2 separate regions of the Hordeum vulgare genome follow, and region 2 is linked to region 1. The links are chromatin contacts, called in public Hi-C maps. All regions are on one chromosome and are shown on one strand. Each heading gives the region's core, a stretch centred on a gene start, on an enhancer-like site or on the middle of the called end of the contact. The rest is flanking DNA. Distances are from core to core; before and after follow the strand shown.

Region 1 (2,755 bases), core at 20-2,519:
AAAGTTTTTGTATTTATGTACATTTTTTGTATTCGCAGACTTTTTTTTAAGTCATGAAGATTGTTGAATACATGATGACTTCTTGAATTCATGTCTTTTAATATTTTCGAACAATGATTGAATTCCTGAACATTTTCAAATAACCACAAACACTTTTGAATTAACGAACATTTTACAAAGAATTTTTGGATGCATGAAGATTTTTTAAATCCAAAACAGTTTTCAAATTCATGGACATATTTTTCAAATCCACAAAAGTTCTTTCGAATTTACGAAAAAAATCAGTTTTTCTCGTTCAGTCAATGTGTTCGGTCCTATTTTCCTTTTCGTTTGTTCGTTTTTGCACATTTGTTTTTGCGTTTTCTTCTTTTATGTGTCTGTTTTATTAGTTTTTTCAGTATTTCCTATTTTTACTTTTTAAACTTTGGTTTTCTTTATTTCTTTCTAGGTATTTTCCAATTTTCTCGCTTTTATGTTTGTTTATTTTGTTGGTTTTCATTGTGTTTGTCTTTTAATACATGTCTACTTTTGTTTCATACACATGAAATTTTTATATACATTTATAATATATTCTTTATACAAGTTTAATATTTTTATAAATACATATTACATATTTTTATAAAGAAATAAGTTTACAATATATTTTCAAATACATTTAAATTATATTTTCTGAACTTATGTCCAAATATTTTTAACATTTTTATGAACTACACAAAAATTTCGTCGATTGTAGTTTTTTCAAAATGTCACACACACATTTTTGAAACTTGTGAAGATCTTTTGAAATCTAACGTCCATTGTTTTCAGCGTACAAACATTTTTATTGATTTACATTTATATTTGTACAATCATTCTTTAAATGTCACATCTATTTCTTCTGAAATGTGCTACATTTTATACTTGTCACAAAAAAGTCATACATACAATTAACATTTTTCATATACATGATCAACATTTTCTACTTTTATAATCACATTTATACATTTTTAGTATACAACAAAAAACATTTTTCAGTACATGTTTGAACAGTTTTCAAATGCAAGATTAAAAAATAAAAAATAATTCAAAACTATAATCAAAAGTATAAATGTAAAAATGAGAATGAAAAACTTGCTTGATTATCATGATATGAGCACACCACGACTGCTAGTTATTGTGCTCGCCTAGTTCTAGCTCCCTGCGGCCGAGCCGATTTTCTTTTTGTCGCAGCAGGCTACTCATAGCATACGTGCTAGCATGCTGGATCAAGTATTGATGCTGGGTGCCAACCAAGGGAGCTCCTACCTGCCGCTCAGTGCGGCAGGAAGCCCCTGCGCCGCACAAGGGGAGCCCCGACTGGGCCGGCCCAGTTTGATTTTTCTGTTACCTATTTGCTGCTCTGTTTTTTTTTAATTTTTTGGATCGTTTTTTCCTTTTTGCTTTTCTTTTTATATTTCAAGCAAAAACAACTTTCTAATTTGAAGAACAATTCAGAAAAATGTGAACAAATTGGAAGTGCATACAATTTTATAAAGCATGAACATTTTTTAATCTTTAGAACAAAATTTTGAAAGGGAGAACAATTTTGAAAAATCCTGAAATTTTATGAAAGCACGAACAAATTTTTCAAGCACGAATTTTCTTTTAGTTTTGAGACCAAATTTTGAAACCGAGAACAATTTTAAACACGCGAACAAATTTGGAAGCGCGAACATTTTTTGAATCTGGCATTTTTTTTGAAAAATAGAACAATTTTTAAATACCACGGACAAATTTGAAAGCGCATACAAATTTTTAAGGCATGTAATTTTTTTGAATTATGAGAATGAATTTTGAAACCGAGAACAATTTTTAAAAATTGGAACAAATTTAGAAGCATCAACAATTTTTTAAAGAAAAAACATTTATTGAATCCTGCGATTTTTTTTTGGAAAAGAAAACAATTTTGAAAAATCCCGAACAAAATTTTGAAGCACCATTTGTTTTTGAATTTTGAGAACAAATTTTGAACCGAGAACAATTTTAAAAAATTGAACAAATTTGGAAGCACAAACAGTTTTTAATTTTGAGAACAAACTTTGAAACCAAGGACAATTTTTAAAAAACGTGAACAAATTGTTTAAAGCACAAACATTTTTTGAATCTTGAGAATTAATTTTGAAAATGAGAAAAAATTGGAAAACCCCAAACAAATTAGGAAGCGCGAACAAATTTTTAAAACTTGAATGTATTTTGAATTTTGAGAACAAATTTTGAAACCAAGATCAATTTTGAAAAATTCTGAACAAATTTGAAAGCACGAATTTTTCTAAAGCACAAACAATTTTTGAATCTTAAGATTTTTTTTTTGAAACTTAAAACAAATTTGAATCTTAAGAAGAAATTTTGAAACCAAAAACAATTATTGGAGAATATAGAACATTTTTTGAAATTCATGAACATTTCTTGAATATTCAAAAACAGTTTTTGAAAATAGAGAACATTTTTTGAGACAGAAACAGAAAAGAATAAAGAAAAATGAAAAAGGAAAAACCGGTTCACGGTATTTTTCTAGAAGTTTCCCAAGACCAGAAAAACCCGACTCGGAACTCTAGAAGGTTCCCAAAACCGGGCACTCCAACCCCCGCTAAGAGGCTAGTCCATTTGAAAGTGATCCCTCTCCTGCTTTGTGCGAAGCCACGACACGGCTTTGCACAGAGCGGCGAATAGGGTTTTCCGCCAACCCATGCACATGAAACGAAGCATGAGTCTAATAAACACACATACGCAACCTCTC
Region 2 (2,930 bases), core at 367-2,866, 200 kb after region 1:
GAAGAAAGGGGATCTCAGCATGGATGCAAAACTTGACCATTAGTTCACGACTAACTTTTTCATCAAACACTAACAAGCCTTCAGATGGCTTTTTTTATGGTCAACGGAAACCTCTTCCTACAAGCATCCTCAATTGATCGGCAAGCCTCTGTAATATGGGTTCTCAAACTGCTAGTCCCAAACTTGGTGTGAAGTTGCGCTCGAAGGTATTTGCACACGGCCTTCAGGTCTCCTTCTATGACAACCAGTTCTTGTTCATAGTGCTCCCATACCTTGTACCTCCTAGCATGTGGTACTTGACTCTTATCCTCATCCATGGAATCGATGGTCTCAGAACCCTTTGAGGTAGGTATGCCTCAAATTGTTAGAGCACACTGCATGGGAAAAACCAAACCATTTAAACCAATTTTTTTCTAAAACCATTCTCAGATTTATTCACAGGAAGCATATGCACAAATTGGAGATCTGATAGACTGACTGGATGCGAAAGAAACAGAGGCGAGGGCAGAAATGGATCGATGGGTCTGTACCTGCGGAGGGGATTGACTGGGGTCGGGGTGGGGATCCTCGTTGCAGATCCAACTCCTCCAGTCGGCTACTTCCTCGGGAACTTCACGGCCGCCTGCTTCAGCTCGCCCCCAGCGCCGGCATTCGACGGCACTGCTCCGGCTCCTGCAACGACATCTCCGCGTTGGGGCAACGGCAAGCGGCGCGGCGAGACTTTGGATCGGGGAGTGGATGGGAGGAGACGTGATGTGCGTCGGCCGGCAAGGAGGAGGTTGTGCGGGTGTGCGGCGGCCGGTGGGGAGGGAGATGCCGTTATCTTTGGTCTCGATCGCTTGCTCGCAGTTGGAGGCGAGGAACTAGGGCAATAACCGGGTTGCACCCACAGTTTCTAGCCTAAAATAGACCAAACGGTTTAGGCACATAATCATCCATATCCAAACTACTTTCTGTGTAAACCCAAACCAACCAAACATAAAAAGCCTGAGCCCAATCTAAACTAGTCAAAGCCTAGTAAAAACCAAACCATTTAAACCATTTTTTTTAATCAGTTAAATGTGCTAGTGTGAAGTAACCATAACCAGTGTGTCACATGATTCACAACACGCCGCGCAAAAGCAAAATATGGGAAAACATTCGCTAATTATTTGTTTCGAGATAACTTATGACCTTAATTATCTCGAAAGAAATGATCATACTATATTCTGTCCAAGTAGAGGTAAACCGTCCACCTTTATATCTACCCTCATGAGAATCAATAAAACTCTATACGTCGTATGAAATTGTACGAATGGTCCATGTGCGACAACTCAAACTTCACGAATTTTTTTCCTTTCGGACACAATCATTAAAGCTGAATGAATGGCCAAGGATTCATGCATTCTAGGTTTTGAGCTTGAACATCAGGGAGAAAGGAAACATTAAAGGAGGGTCACATGCATGTTGATAACCTGATCACATGTCGTCGGTGTTTGCCTGTCCAAATGGAAAATGTCAACAAAATTTTCCTTTGGTCGATCTGGCTTTAAGTACAGAATCACGAGAACCCTGTAAAATTATTAGTTGCAGATGGCCTTTCGATTGATTCTCGTGGCTGAGCAGAGTGTTGCCGTCACTTTCCCTTTGGCTGAAGAAGACAGTATGGTGTGTCCTGGTGTGCCTGTTTCCACAAGATGCCAATACTCTTTCTTATAAGTTATCTACCCATGCATGTATACGTGATAATTTTGACCAGAAGCTGTTAAAGAGCGGGCATGGCATGCTGTGGTTCACGAAACGTCAGGTGAGCCTCCGCTCGACCAATATCACCTTGCTTATCAGGGTAAAATTGTTGGTTTGACATTTCGGTTCTCAAGGATTTACGTGTTAGGTGTCACTAATATCACCTTTGCAGTGAACTGTACTATGTTCAAGAAAATTGATTAACGGATTGTTTCCAGATTTTCTTACATATCTTCTCTGCTGCGCTACCATTCCAGGTTTCAGAACGACCTCGAGGTCCAGCAGTTGAAAGCAATCTCCTTGGAAAGCCCGCCAACAACAAGCAAGAACCACAGTAAACTGCCTCATGATCCAAGGAAATGCAAGCTGGGCACCCGGGTTTGCCCGGAGAGGCCATGCAGAAGGTTGAGGGACAGGGTGCTGTCGCGCGCCTTCTCGGAGGAGCTGGAGTCGCTGATGCACTCAGGTAGCCACCTCTTCTTCGACCCCCGCGGCCGGGTGATCCATCTGTGGAACAAGATCTTCCTCACGGCGTGCCTGCTCTCGCTCTTCGTGGACCCGCTGTTCCTCTACCTCACCGGAACCCAGCAGAACATGTGCATCGAGTTCAAGCACTCGCTGGCGCTCATGCTCTCCGTGATACGGTCGCTGCTGGACGTATTCTACGCGGCCCACATCTGCCTCCGCTTCCGGACGGCGTTCATCGCGCCGTCTTCCCGGGTGTTTGGGAGAGGAGAGCTTGTGATCCAGCCCTACAAGATTGCCATGAGGTACCTGTCACGGACCTTCTGGTTTGATCTCATCACCGCGCTGCCTCTGCCACAGGTAACGGATGTTATATAGTTATATTCAGTGCTCTTTGCCGTGAATCGCTAGAACTGAAATGCTCTGTAGAAATCTTCTGAAGTGTGTGTGCTTCTCCCCGGTATCCACAGTTCGTGATCTGGATCGTGGTGCCTATGCTGAAGGAATCCGCCACGGCAAACCGGAAGGACATCCTTCGGTTCAGCATCATCTTCCAGTACCTCCCGCGGCTTTTCCAGATCTTCCCGCTCACGAGGCAGATCGTTATGGCGACGGGAGCCATGACGGAGAACGCATGGGCCAGCGCGGCGTATAACCTCATACTCTACATGCTGGCAAGCCACGTGCTGGGAGCATTGTGGTACCTCTTCTCGGTGCAGAGGCAGGAAGCGTGCTGGAGA

Evidence for each region. Hi-C and Micro-C count contacts between places; a contact is called where the count stands out from the background.
Region 2: a contact with region 1 is called in a Hi-C map of leaf, with 6 times the contacts expected there. The contact joins the promoter of LOC123406039 here to the enhancer-like site in region 1. A contact is called at or near these places in 2 of 6 Hi-C or Micro-C datasets (both in leaf).

The regions. Positions count from the first base shown.
Region 1 is chr6H:378,610,697-378,613,451 of MorexV3_pseudomolecules_assembly, forward strand. No RefSeq gene overlaps it. Among protein-coding and RNA genes, the nearest start is that of LOC123406039, 200 kb to the right of the region's middle. Within about 2 kb of position 1,270, at least 3 of the 3 cell types and tissues checked have open chromatin away from gene starts, as enhancers often do. A contact at or near this core is called in leaf, where this site is marked.
Region 2 is chr6H:378,806,935-378,809,864 of MorexV3_pseudomolecules_assembly, forward strand. It overlaps LOC123406039 (protein CNGC15b-like), which reads left to right and starts at 1,617. Exons shown (of 5, transcript XM_045099540.1): 1 at 1,617-1,786; 2 at 1,983-2,550; 3 at 2,661-2,930. The coding sequence starts at 1,758.